Linked DNA regions of Mus musculus: region 1 is linked to region 2. A link is a contact called in public Hi-C data. All regions are on one chromosome and are shown on one strand. Each heading gives the region's core, a stretch centred on a gene start, on an enhancer-like site or on the middle of the called end of the contact. The rest is flanking DNA. Distances are from core to core; before and after follow the strand shown. Region 1 holds the start of Rp9 (retinitis pigmentosa 9 (human)). Region 2 overlaps 9530077C05Rik (RIKEN cDNA 9530077C05 gene).

Evidence for each region. A called contact is a pair of places that touch in the nucleus more often than the background predicts.
Region 1: a Hi-C map of DN3 thymocytes shows a contact between it and region 2, with 1.7 times the contacts expected there. The contact joins the promoter of Rp9 here to the enhancer-like site in region 2. A contact is called at or near these places in 23 of 39 promoter capture datasets (the 3T3-L1 cell line, 3T3-L1-derived adipocytes, the C10 cell line and 14 more), 16 of 484 Hi-C or Micro-C datasets (8-cell embryo, the C10 cell line, DN3 thymocytes and 9 more), 8 of 115 datasets of contacts at active chromatin or transcription factors (the 230-238 cell line, the SCID.adh cell line, embryonic limb bud and 4 more) and 3 of 9 other capture datasets (adipose tissue, liver and pancreatic islet).

The regions. Positions count from the first base shown.
Region 1 is chr9:22,463,044-22,470,314 of GRCm38.p6, forward strand. Rp9 (retinitis pigmentosa 9 (human)) reads right to left here and starts at 5,313. Exons shown (of 6, transcript NM_018739.2): 1 at 5,031-5,313. The coding sequence starts at 5,158.
Region 2 is chr9:22,426,948-22,434,000 of GRCm38.p6, forward strand. It overlaps 9530077C05Rik (RIKEN cDNA 9530077C05 gene), which reads left to right. Exons shown (of 7, transcript NM_026739.3): 3 at 3,409-3,552; 4 at 4,729-4,861. Among named protein-coding and RNA genes, the nearest start is that of 9530077C05Rik, 19 kb to the left of the region's middle. Within about 2 kb of position 3,079, at least 65 of the 459 cell types and tissues checked have an H3K27ac peak or open chromatin away from gene starts, as enhancers often do. A contact at or near this core is called in the 230-238 cell line, DN3 thymocytes, the HPC-7 cell line and 6 more, where this site is marked.

The DNA of each region.
Region 1 (7,271 bases), core at 4,063-6,562, 38 kb after region 2:
ATTTATTCCCTATTCACTAATGCAACAATTCCAAAGTGGTTGCTATCTCCTGCTCAGCTGGTCCAATCAGCACAATGCCATCAACACATGGGGAACCAGTGTGAAATTTTGTGAAAGAGACAGATATCAAAATCTCTTTAACTAAGTTGCAACATAGGCCTAGAGAGTTAATATATTTTTTTTTTTTTCGAGAAAGGGTTTATCTGTGTAGCCCTGGCTGTCCTGGAACTCACTTTGTAGACCAGGCTGGCCTAGAAATCAGAAATCTGCCTGCCTCTGCCTCTCAAGTGCTGGGATTAAAGGCGTGCACCACCACGCCCGGCTTGAGAGTTAATGTACTCTTGATGTAAGACTGTAAAAGTATACTGCTGGCCTTGCCAGCTGAAAGCAAATTGTCTTTAGTGGTCCTTATGGGCAGGTATTGAGAAAAGGTATTTGCTATATCAATAGCGGCATACCATGTACCAGGAGATATGCTAATCTGCTCAAGTAAGGACACCACATCTGATACAGAAGCTGCAATATAAGTTATTACTTGATTAAGTTTTTGGCAGTCATTTGTCAATTTACTACAATATACTTATCTTCTGCACAACCAGATAGGATCTGTGGTGGAAGACCACCCCTGCCATCTTTCAAGTCCTTATTAGTTGGCATTAATTTCTGAAATTCCTTGTAGGTTGCAATATTGCCTTTGTTCACTATTTTCCCTGGTAGAGGCAACTCCAATGACTTACACCAGGCCTTTCCAATCACAATAACCCTTACTCCATAAGTCAGGGTACCTATACAGAAATTTAGCCAACTGCCAAGTCTATCTATACTAATTATACATTCTGGAACAGGAAAAATACAAGATGAGTTTGGAGACCCATTATGAGTTGGACTTCAGCCACAACTCCATTAATTACCTGGTTCCATTTACCTGGCGGGTCACCGTGCTTCTCTGAGGTCTCCTGAAATCACCCAATTTAGAATGGAAAGTCTGTTTCCTTTCCCCTAGTATATACTTAAAGGGCTCCTTCTGGGGAAGGATGGGAGAAATGCTAACTAAAACTCTAGAGGTTTCCTGAGGTTCTTACTTAGGGGAGCCTTGCCATTCCTTTCACTCAAGTTATTCTGGGTCTGCAAACTGGCTCAAGTCTAGAAATTGGTTCATGGGCTGAGACTCCCTCTTGCCACAACTCAATGTAGTCTATCTTTCCTATGAGAATTCTGCTTATACTGATCAAACACAAGCATAGTAGGTTTCTTACCTACTTCAACCCTGAAAACACCATGACTGATGAGTCCATAGGATTTATGACACTTTAAAACCCACTTTACATGTGATGTCCTTTTCAGGTCAGGTCACCGCGGACACTGCTTTGTCTATGCTGCTCAGTATGATAACTACAGTCACCTTGCCTTTGGTGACTTAGTGCTGCTACTTGGCCTCTGCTACTCATGGCCCAATTAAGCCAATCACAATGAATCCATCTAATCGAACAGCAGCATAGCCACTCTGAGGTCTGGCACAAGGAAAAGGGTGACAACAAATGCCTTTACATGTGCTGGTGCCCCTCACCATTTTGTCTCATGACATTAGTGAAGGGTGTGTCAGAATTCTGGCCTTCCTATTGTGGAGGACTAGTTTTTACACAGTATATGCATTAAGCCAAGGGACATCAGATGCTCCAACTCTATCTCAGTAGGCCATCTTTTGACAAACGCTTCTTTAGCCAACCGATCAAACTTTTAACATCTTTTTTTTTTTTAAGATTTATTTATTATTATAGCTAAGTACACTGTAGCTGTCTTCAGATGCACCAGAAGAGGGCATCCGATCTCATTATGGATGGTTGTGAGCCACCATGTGGTTGCTGGGATTTGAACTCAGGACCTTCGGAAGAGCAGTCGGTGCTCTTAACCACTGAGCCATCTCTCTCCAGCCCTTAACACCTTTTTAAAAACTGTGTAATCTTCCATATCAAACCTAGATTCGCCACTTAGTGAGCCTGTATCAATAAACTTACTCAGATGCAGTTTTATGTTCTTTCCAACATTATCCCATCCCCTTACAATCCATCCCCACACATAATCCCCAAACTCCTGCTTGAATGGATCAGCAAACTCATTAGGTTCTTCAGTGGCACAGCACACCTCCTCATGGCAGGAGCCTGCCTTAGATCTGGATGTAGGTCAGTGGGTCCTGAAGGACAGCAGTATCAGCCTGGCGACTCTCAAGGGAAGTCACTGCTGTCTGGCAGACGATGAAGGGTTGGTTCCTTTACACAAATGCAGACAGAACAATGCTACATGGGTTAGGTATGAATACATTCTCTGCTAAGAGTGGAGAGACTACTCCGCTAACAGTGAGATAAACACTTGAGAATCTGAGGTTCCAAAGTCTTCAGCCTCAGTAGAGAACTGCTTCATCTCTAGGCCAAGTACAGGACCCAGTCCTTACCAGTCAGTGTCCTAACTATTATGGCTGACCCTGTCAGAGGAGAGAACTTGAATCTGTACTGCAATTCAGCCAAGTGTATAATGGGGTCTTTGGCTTGATCTTCCTCAGCTTAAGCTCTGTGGCTACTCCAGGGCACACTTAGAAACCATTAGACTATCTATGCCCATCTGGAGCCAGTCAATTATATCAGAGTTGATATTTTTCCTTTGTCGCTGTATCCAGAAATGCTAGAAGCAACCAGACAGCATTGTTAATCTCCTTTTTTCCCCACCAATTGTTGGGAGTTTTACGTACAGTGTAACCCCTGCCCGAGCCTGAGCACTAAATCCCTTGTTCCTCACGGTGGGTGGATCAGATCATCAAATGCATGCTTCTCAATAGCTCACTCTGGGCTTTCAGTGCTCTCTATGCTTCCAGGAGAGGCGTCAGCAAACTGCAAAGGCTATTCTGAGAAGCTGCTAGCAGTTCCCTCTACAAGGCTGGATGTCTGAGCTCATCTGTGGTATATGCTGGAATTCCGAAGAAGCAGGTTTTAATACTGGTGATGGTTTAATCATGAAAAACAAAGGCTTCCAGTATATTCCCATTATCATTGCTGGGTTGTAAGCATTAAGTTAGTATTACTTTCAAGTAGTACTGTGCTAGAATATTTTATTACATTACATTTTTATATACTTATTTATTTAGTGTGCACGTAAGTGTGAGCGCACATATGTGCCAAGGCACATGTGTAAAGGTTAGAAGTCAGGAGTCTGTTCCTGCCTTCTACTCTGTGGGTCCTGGGCATTGAACCCTGGTTATCAGGCTTGGCAGCAGGGCTTTGCCATCTTGCTGGCCCAGAATATCTGATTTTAAAAATGCCGCTAATGTTGCTGCCTTACGTTTCATACAGAACTGTCCCGTGGTGCTGGAGAGATGTCTCAGTGGTTAAGAGTACTTGTTGCTCTGGCAGAGGGCCCAAGTTTGGGTCCCAGCACCCACATGGCTGCTCACAACTACAAGTCCAGTCCCAAGGGGTTCAATGAAGTCTTCTGGCTTCATCGGGCACCAGGCATGCAGGAGATGCAAGTACATACGTGCAGGCAAGATATTCATAATAAATAGATCTTTTAAAAAATGTTCAATTAGGGGCTGGAGAGATGGCTCAGAGGATAAGAGCACTGACTGCTCTTCCAGAGGTCCTGAGTTCAAATCCCAGCAACCACATGGTGGCTCACAACCATCCATAATGAAATCTGATGTCCTCTTCTGGTCTGTCTAAAGACAGCTACAGTGTACTCATGTACTTAAATAAATCTTTTTAAAAAATGTTCAATTTTTTTTTTTTTGGTTAGGATCAAATTTGCAACAATTTCTGAAATGGCCCTAAACATACTCCTACTATTATCGTATATTCTATGTACTTATGCATAGTGACAGTGGTGTGAAAGCTTCAACAATTATAAAATCAAAATATAAAATCATTCTGAAAAATGTTGAAGATGTTCTACATCCTTCATCATTCAAATATGCAGCCAAGATTAAATTGTGTAAAAATAAACAAGTAATCTATCTCATTAGTATTCAATTTTGCTTTTGTTTTTAATCAATGGTAAAACTGCATATATAAGAACTGCTTTAAACACATTTCCTTATGTCTTATTATCAGTAAGTGTTTGACTTGTATCCCCTATTTTACATACCCATACTCATGCAGTAGTGTGAAAATTTCCTAGGTGAAGGAGGTCACATGTAGAGAAATTTAATTTAAGAGGGCGCTCTAGTCTAAGGTGGGAGGCTCATGAGCCCTTCCTTGTCTTAGACACGAACAGGATGCCTGGGGTTGTGGGCATATAAGAGGGAAAACTCCATACTGAAACACCATCACTGAAAGAAGAAAATAACACACAAACAATGTGCCAGTGATGTGTCAAGCATAGATAAAATGATCAAAGGTGGCGGGCAGGTGAGGTAATATGCAGGCGCGCGCGCGCGCACACACACACACACACACACCACACACACACACACACACACACACACACACACGGAGACTTGTTTGCATAAGATACACACAGGGAAACTTGTCTTCAAACACACACACGAAATGTCTGCATAACAAACATCTTCTACAGTCTCCTACAATGTCCTGTCCTCACCACGCTCAGCGTCCCCAAACCTCTCCTCCCCGGTTCTGACTTTTACCTCGGTTTAGTTTGTGGACGGGAGGCCCGCCACCTTCCCTCACCTACATGCGACTCTACACTACAGTCGTCGCAGGTCATCGGGCTCCACCCTCAGGCCCGGCTGCGGGTCCGCTGCCTTCCCGCGCGTCTCCCGCAGTTTCCACCCTGAGCTTCCCGCCGATGCCGTCCGTGGTAGTGGACAGAGGCTGGCGTCCTTCGACCCCCAGGGGCTCCGAGCTCGGCTTCCGGACGCGTCAACTGCCATTGCCACGGTCGCCGTGGCGGGGACAGTGGCCGGCCTCCCTCCTCGCGTCCTTCCGCCGCCCTCGAGCAGAGGGAGCCGGGGGCTCGCCAGGCCGCGACGCCCACCCGTCGGCGGCGGCCCGCACCGCCCGCACCCGGCCCAGCCGACTCACAAGGACTCCAGGTGCTTGAGCTGCTGCAGCTGCTGCGCGTCGTGCCGCCGCCGTTTCTGCTCCCGCCGCCGCTGCAGCTCGTGCTCCGGCGGCTCCCGCGGCCGCCGAGACCCGGCCCCGGACGACATCGCGACCCGAGGCGGGCTTAGAAGGTGGAAAGTCGCCTCTTCCTCCCCGCAGCGCAACCCCACCAACGTCCCACCGGCCCGTGCCGCAGAACGCCGACAGGGAACGTGCAGCCAGGCCCCCGCGGCCCTGAGGCCTGCGGGAACCTTAGCTGAGAGGGGCGGGGCGGGCCGGGGCGGGGCGAAGGCGGGCGGGGCCCGAGGGCTTCCGGGTGCTCCAAGTCGCCTGCAGGCCACACCCACTTCTGCGACTCGTTGCTTTCTATTTTTTTTTTTTTTTTATATTATGAAGGTTTTAAGTATTTGTGGGTGGGCAAGGTGTCAAAGGTCTTTAATATCAGCACGCAGGAGGCAGAAACACTGACCTGTGAGTACGAGGTCAAGCTAGTAAAGTCAGAGACCTGGGGAGATCCTGTTACAAAGGAAAAAGAGAAAAGATTTTATTTCTACGTATATATTTGGGGTGGTGGTGCAGGGGTGGAGTTCGGTAGTTGCCCAGAATTCAGAAGAGGACGATGGCTCTCTAGAATTGGAACTGTGGGCTATATGAGCCACCCTATGCTGGGAACCGAACTCTGGTTCTCTGCAAAAGCAGTATGGCCTTCTAAACTAAAAGCCTTTTGGCTGCTACTTGTTACCTATGGATTCATCCATTCTGGGAAGAAAACAACGTTCTCTATAAAATCTTCAGTTTCCCAGACTATGCGAATTCGTAGTAAAAACACAGACCAATATATTCATAATATTTTATACCAAGATTTTTGGTGATGCAAATAAAAAATAAAAGCAGACACACAGTATCCTGCAGAGGAGCATCCTTTTTTAAAACTTGCTCTTCCTCCTTTGCTCCTATAAGCGGTGTCTCAGGCCGGAAGCTCCACTCGGAGCGTTCCAAGTTAGGTCTCTACACTTATCCAAAGGTAGCAAAGAGGAACGACCGAGAAAAAGAAAGAAAGGTATTAGGCTGGCATTTTGGTACTCAGCAGAGGCAGGCAGTTCTCTATGAGTTCAATCTGGTCTGTGCTGCTAAATCTTTTTTGTTTGCTTGTTTTATTTATTTATTATTATTATTATTATTATTATTATTATTATTATTATTATTATTATTTTGGTTTTTCGAGTCAGGGTGTAGCCCTGGTTGTCCTGGAACTCACTCTGTAGACCCGGCTGGCTTCGAACTCAGAAATCCGCCTGCCTCTTCCTCCCAAGTGCCTGGATTAAAGGTGTGCACCACCTGCTGCTAATTCTACCAGCCATAAGCAGAGCCTGACTCCCAGTGCGGGAGGGGCAACAAAAGGATACTAATCACTGTGGCCCACACTGAGAAAATAGAGATGAGTTTCACAGCCTATTTCCAGATAACTGGCACGAGGTTTTAGGATGTAAGGAGGGGAAGATTTGAGGCAGGGATCAGCTACCAACAATTAAATATTGGTCAAACCATGTTATGATTGGTTATTTCAATCATTGTCTTGCAAGGTAGTCACATATACCTCATTACTTGAGGGGACAATCTGTTTCCCATGAAGGTGACTGCTCCACTGTGATGGGGTGGGAACTGGGGACAGCTTCCTGGATGATCTCATTCAGAATGATCTGTTTGTGATGCTCTCACCGTTCCTGGACTCTAAAGCTGATGGTTGGGAAGGGGCCTTTTCCCAGGTCTGGAATAGGCCTCTGTAAAATCTGACAGTAAAATACCGTAGTTACTTTTTGTGCCTTAAATATTGGAGAGGGAGCAGATAGACTAGATAAATTCAGGGTTAATCAATCTCATGTCTCCTGTTTTTAGGTAAAACAACCAACTGATTAGGGTCTGAGGCATGCTACGCTACCATTCAATAAGTATCCCAACTTAAATGAAAATAAAAGTAAAATAAAAATGTCTTGGGGTTGAGAGGTGGCTCAGCAGTTAAGAGGGCATGCCATTCTTGCACTGGGCCTGGGATTGGTTCCCATACATACAGCAGCTCACAACTGTGTGTTATTCCAGTTCTGGGAGATCCAGTGCACGCTCTTCTGGCCTCCATGGGCACTGCACACATGTGTATACATTTAGGGGAAATACTCATATACATAAAATAAAAATAATCCTTTGTAAAAGTGTCGAATGCTT
Region 2 (7,053 bases), core at 1,829-4,328:
ACTTATTTGAGGGGCTGGAGAGATGGCTCAGTGGTTAAGAGCACTGACTGCTCTTCTGAAGGTTCTGAGTTCAAATCCCAGCAACCACATGGTGGCTCACAGCCATCTGTAATGAGATCTGATGCCCTCTTCTGGGGTGTCTGAAGACAACTACAGTGTACTTACATAAAATAATAAATAAGTCTTTAAAAAAAACACTTATTTACACTAAATTCTAAAATTAAAGTCTAGCAATCCTGACAAAGTCAATACTTTATAGAGATTTGGGAAATAGATTACAGAGCACGGACTTCCCCATGTCCATTTTGTCCTTATAACAATTCCATAAGGTAAGTAGGATAAAGGCCTTGGTATCTCCATGGTATCAGTGAAGAGAGCAAGCCCAGGAAAGGTGGAACCACATTGCTAAGTGGTGGAGCCTTACTGGGAAGCCAGGACTCCTAACCGTTCCTCTTCCGACAGGGTCACCCCTCCTCCTGTATCAGTGTCCCCATTGTAAATAGGTATTTACTGAATCAAACTGCACTTGAGAAGAGAGAGTATTTGTTAGCACATAACTGTGGAAGTAGCTTGTGATGGTCAAATTCCAAACAAAACCAAACTAGCTAATAGTCTGAAGAAGATCTGTTAGTTGGGCACTGAGGTTGTTCAGAACGTTTGCCGTCTCACCAAAGACAACCACGGTCATTTGTAGAGAAAACGATTTCATTTTATAGATGAAGTATTTCCATGCCTTGTGCTAGTTTTAAACTTAGGATGGACTTCAGGATGCTTACTATGGCACACTCCTTTAGCCCCAGAACTCGGGAGCAGAGGCAGGCAGATCTCTTGAGTTCAAGGCCAGCCTGGTCTATTCAGTTGAGTTCCAAGACCTCCAGGGCTACACAGAGAAACCCTGCTTCGAAACCAACCAAACAAAGCAGATTCTGGGGCCAGAGGTGGGCTGCACGCCTTTAACCCCTGTGCTCAGGGGCCAGATGTTGGCTGCATGCCTTTAACCCCCATGCTCAGGGACCAGATGTGGGTTGCACGCCTTTAATCCCCTGCTCAGGGGGCAGAGGTGGGCTGCATGCCTTTAATCCCCTGCTCAGGGGGCAGAGGTGGGCTGCATGCCTTTAATCCCCTGCTCAGGGGGCAGAGGTGGGCAGATCTCTGTGAATTGACACTGGACCTGTCTCAAAAAAACAGTCACTGTCTTAGGTGTCACTGTCTATTGCTGTGACAAAACACCATGACTAAAAAGCAAGCTGGGGAGGAGAGGGTTTATTGACTAGCTTACACTTCCACACTGCTGTTCATCATTAAAGAAAGTCAGGACAGGAGCTCAAGCAGGGCTGGAACCTGGAGGCAGGAGCTGATGCAGAGGTCATGGAGGGCGCTGCCCACAGACTTGCTCCTCGCCCCCCTAACCCCCCCCCCCCCCCGTTTGCTCAGCCTTCCTTTTTATTGAACCCAGCCCAGGATGGCACCACCCACAAATGGGCTGAGCCCTCCCTGCCCTCCCACACTGATCACTGATTAAGAAAGTGCCTTACAGTTAGATCTCATGGAGGAGGCAGCCCATCAACTTAGGCTCTTCCTCTCTGCTGCCTCTAGCTTGTGTTAAACTGACCCACAAAATCAGCCAGTACAATGCACCCCCTCCCCCCCCAACAAAACCAAGCAAAAAACCAGGTTCTGATTTAATAGGCATAAAGACCAGCTGCGAGCCAAGGCCTGCGTTTACAACAGCCTGGCTATCCTAGTGCCTGCCACTGCCCCTGGCCCTCCTGAGTAGCAAGGCTTTGGCAGCAAAGGCCTGTTGGAGTATTTTGAGTTGTGATAACTTTATGATGCGCCCTCATTCCTTACTAATGTATTCGTGTGTTGACTCACACATTGTGATTTTTCCCTCCTATTTTGACGTATCAGATGTGTTGTTTATAGTGCTGTACAGTACGGACCCGTATCAGCATGGATGTGCTGGTTAGCATTTACTGATGACAGAGGTCGACGCACCTTCTCAGTGCTGGCAGATCGCCACTGTCCTTACCAGTCTCACAACAGCCCAGAAACAGGATTTCTTTTCATACGTTTTATTGAAGATTTGTTTTATGTTCTGTATATGAGGTGTTTTAAAAAGATTTACTGGTTGTTATGTGTATGGGTCTTTTCACTGTGTGTAAGTGTGGTGAATGCATAGATGCCTATGGAGGCCAGAGGCAGATGTTAGGTGCCTGGAAATGAGTCACAGACCACTGTGCACTGCTGTGTGAGTGCTGGGGCCCAGACTGGGTGGATCTGCCAGAGCGGCCCACCCGCCTGCCCAGAGGGCAGCGAAGTAAACGCTCACCTCACAGAATTGTCAGGTGTCCTCTCAATTAGAGTCTTGTTTCCTGTGGCTTTCTTGGAGGTTCTGATAATTTGTGTTTTTTTTTAAACCAGATTTTTAATTAGTTTTCACTTTGTGTATATTTGGAAAAACATCTCAACTTTTTAAGATGATGAGAAGTGGATAGTACATTGCCCTAGACGAAAGATGGAAATATTTTAAGACTGTCACCCTCCTCCTCATCATCATCACTGTCACCAAAGAGTATTATTTTTTGTCACGAGAATAAAAGCTTGCTTTGCCCTTCAGTAGTCTTTCAGGCTTGTGCTCCGCTGCCTGTATTTCCGATCGGGACTTTTGTTTGCCTCTTGAATAAATTTTCCTTGCTACTTTGCCCAAAAAAAAGCACATGTATCCAAGTGGTGCCCAGACATAAATGCAGGCGAAATACCCATAACACACAAGTAAATAAATAGATGCATTCTAAGCAGACTTTATAGATCGTTACAGAGGTGATTTTATAGATTGTTAGAGAGGACTGGTTGTCTTGTATGTTTTTAAATTTTTAAGTTTTTCCCCCTTTATCTAAATGGTACTTGTAACCTACTAACTGATTTGGAGCCATACTCGGTTTACATTGGAGTTCTTCCAAACCACCATGTATCTTGTCAAGAAGCCAATATCCTCTCTATCCAGCTTCTCCTAGCGGCAGTTACAGGTGCAATGTGCAGTATGTCAGCTGCACCATCTCTGGCTAAAGAGACTAGAAGACAGGGAAGAAGAGCGTGTGTATCGTCCCCGACCTCCTTTCCCTTTTCGGTTGGCCTCACTGTGTATCCTGGAGGCGCCCCACAGGAAGCAGCTAAAGATCAGACACGCGCCACTGGGCCAGCAAGGGCACTTGTAAGTTCACAGGCATTTATAGAAAACTTCAAAAGTCAGTGGAAACTATTTAAGCTCAGAAAATGTGCAGCTGGAGTTTCAGCTTAACTTCGTTAACCAGGAAATCTGAGCGCGTCTTGACAAATAAGGTCCTAATTAGCTAACTTCATCTCAGAGTGGCATGAGCTGCTGACTTAATCTCCTTTCTTTTACAGTCCATCAATATTATGGAGCTGACTTTACAAAAATATGGAAGTTATGAAAAATTTGAACAAGCTACTGGTGGTAGCTTGTTGTCTAAAACTCGAATCTGGAGTCATGTTAGAAAGTACATGGTGAAGGAAGGCTGCCTGGGAGAGGTATGGTCGTGGGTGGGCGGGGCCTGGGAGAGGCGTGGGCCATGGGTGGGCGGGGCAAGATTAGTGCCAAATGCAAGCTCTTTTCTGCAGGTTTTGTTTGGTCAGTTCTGTTTTACTGGTTGGATTGGGTTCTTGCCATCTGTCTTTTGCTCCTAGTGTCATTTCTGTATGTGTAGCAATAGCATTATCTGAGTTTCTCAATGAGAATTATTGAAGAGAGATTTTGCTGCAGTGTTCTTAGTCATCAGTCTCAAAACCAGCACTGACAAGGTGCAGGTTTCTGACACATGCATGCTCTAGATCTTCCCAGTTTTGTGTGGATTCAGAGGCTGGGGCAAGCACTCTGCTGTGAGGCTCTATCCCCACCTTTTCCGTTTGGCTTGATAGAGGACCTCACTAAGTTGCTCAGGCTGGCCTGGAATTCTCTCTGCAGCCCAGACCTTCTTCCTGCTTTAGTTTCTCTAGTCTCTGGGGTACCTTTTCTTCTGTCTTCTTTCTTTTCCTTCTTCCTTCCTTCCTTCCTTCTTCCTCCCCTCCTTCCCTCCCTTCTTCCCTCCCTTCCTTCCTTCTTTCCTTCACTTCCTCTCTCTCTTCCTTCCTCTTTGTTAAGACAGGGTCTCTTTCAGTCCTAACTGTCCTAGAGCTGACTATATAGACCAGGGTGGACTTGAACTCACAGAGATCCTCCTGTCTTTGCCTCTCAAGTGCTGGCCATTAAAGGTATATGCTACCACAACCAGCCTCCTTCATTTCCTTTCAGTCCAATGAATCCAATGAAAATCTCAGAGGGTTAAAATGATAAGGTTCAAAAGCAAACAACACAAAACCAATTAGACAGTTCAAATGTGGCTGGACGTACACGTCGTCAACTTAGGTGAATTGGGTAATCAATAGGTGAATAGGCCCGTTATTTTTTGCAAAAACTTTCCTCTCCATTTACATTTGTGTGTGTATGCATGACTGTGCATGTGTGTATTATATGCTTATATATTTATATGTATGTGGGAACATGCATGCCACAGCGTGTGTGGTAGTCACAGGACAAGGGGACAACATTTGAGAGTTACTGGGAGCATGTTGGTTTTGGAGAGCTTGGCTCACCAGCCTTGATGTTGAGCATCCTATCCCTGCGTCATCTCACAGCCCTGTATGTGTGTCTCTCCTCTTGCTGCCCAGATTGTAGTTCATCTCACCGAAGACCTGCTTTCCAGGGCATCCATGACGGTAGTAAACGGATGCCCGACTCTAACCATCAATATTTCTACTGCACGAGAGCACTGGCTGGAGGGCATGCTGAGGCACGAGATAGGTAGGGGTACCCTTTCTACTCACTCTTGTGACTATCAAGAATTACCTGCTATTCTTTCAGAGTGTTTTTTTCTTAGTAATGTTTAGTAAAAATTCATGATGTTGTCAAGCCTTGCAGGGACTGTATGTCATTTCAAATTAGAATTTTACAGCATTCTTGGGAAGTCATTTCCATCCTTTTGGTTTTAGTTCCACATCTGAAATTGAGGGCAATCATGCTTAGGGAAGAGACAGTAAGAAAAGGAAAAGTTATTCTTCTCTAATTAAAGACTCGGAGAAGTCATCCGTCCTTCCGGGATAGCACACGCCATAGCTGCTGCAGCAGTCACTGTACTAGAGGCTTGCTTTCTGGGAAGGCAGAGGACATTATCTCACTTAAAGGATGTTTATTTCCACCATCTCTTCAGCATGGCTGAAAGTAAACCCACTTTGCTGCAAGGTGGTCCTTTATCCAGGTAATTGGCTGTCCCAAGTAGATTAACTCTAATGTTTTGGGTAGCTAGAAGTGTCCATCAATGGCCAAAGATATAGTCCATTCTCTTGAACAAAAGGAAATAGGTTTATATTTCGAGTATAACATCTGATCCTCTGATAGAGGCCAGCATCCTTTAGGAGATAGGCTATAATTGGGAAATAGATATAACCCATGTGTACTGGTTTGAATAGGAATGGCCCCAATTGACTCATGTGTTTGAGTGCTTGGCCATAGGAAGTGTGGCTTTTTTGGAGGACATGTGTCTCTAGGGGGTGGGCTTTGAGATCTCAGAAGCTTAAGCCATGCCCAAGGTGCCCAAGGGTGCCTGTGGATCCAGATGTAGAGCTCTCAGCTCCTTTTTCAGCACCGTGTCTGCCTGCATGATGCCATGTTTCCTGATATGATGATAATGGACTGAACCACTGAAACTGTAAGCCAGCCCCAATGAAATGTTGTCCTTACAAGAACTGCATGGTTGTGATGTCTCTTCATAACAGTAGAAACCAGGATAGTTGCTGAGGCCAGGTGTGCGGCAGGGGTGCCCCTGCATGGAGGCCCAGAGAGGCCATTGTGTGAAGCTGTTGAAGCCTGGATTGCCGTGGATACCCCAAGGTGTTAGAGATTCCAGAGCCACGGGACACCTGCCCCCACCCCAGTATGCTAACAGGGACTGGAACGAGCCCGAGCCCAAGAGAGAGAAGTGTGTTGCAGTCAACAAAGCTGAGAGGAATTGGAGATCTGAAGAGCATTTTGACATCAGATACGGAGATGCAGAGTTTGGAGTTTGCCCAGTTGGTTTTCAGTCTTTCCTCTCTATGTTTCCTTTCCTCCCTTTTGGAATGGTAATATATATCCTATTGGAAGTATGTGATCTGCTTTTTTATTTTGAGTTTACAGAGATTACAGCTAAGAGATTGCATGAGTCCCAGAAGAGACTGTGAACTTTGGACTTTTAACCAAGCTTGAGACTGTTACAGACTATGGAGACTTTTACGTTGGACTGAATACATTTCTGCATTATGGCTCCAAGCCTATGGGGGCAGGGAATGGAACGTGGTGGATTGAATAGGAATGGCCCCTATAGGCTCAGATGTTTGAATGCTTGGTCTCAGAGACTGGCACTGTTAGGAGGTGTGGCTTTGTTGGAGTAGGTGTGTCATTAGGAGGTGGAATTTGAGGTCTCAGAATCTCAAGCCACACCCAGTGTAACATCCTGATGTAGAACTCTCAGCTCCTTCTCTGGCACCCTGTCTGCTTGCATGCTGCCAGTTTCCCACCATGACAATAATGGACTAGACCTCTAACTGTAAGCCAGTCCCAATTACATGTTCTTCTTTATAAGATATGTTCTTGGTGTTTCTTCACAGCAATAGAAACCCTAAGACACTCTTCTACTATGAGAATCTAGAAACTCGGTTCTAAAGCTGCTGCCAGAAAGGACTGTTGTCTGACTGACTCAGTCCTCCAATCAGTGTTGTTCATTTTAGGCTGAGACCTAAACCAGAGCTAACTTCTGCCATTTCTGGCCTCCGTTCAGGACAGGACCAAGATTATTTTCAGTTTATTGTCAGGGACATAAACTGAGGCCCCCATCCTTAAACTTCTGCCTTGTTTCTACCTCCGGTTCTCATCATCCCTGAAGAGGTAATCCTAACCAACTGCCTTCAGGAGATTTGGGTTGATAACAGAATCTGGTTTCTTCCTCCTGGGTGGGCCCA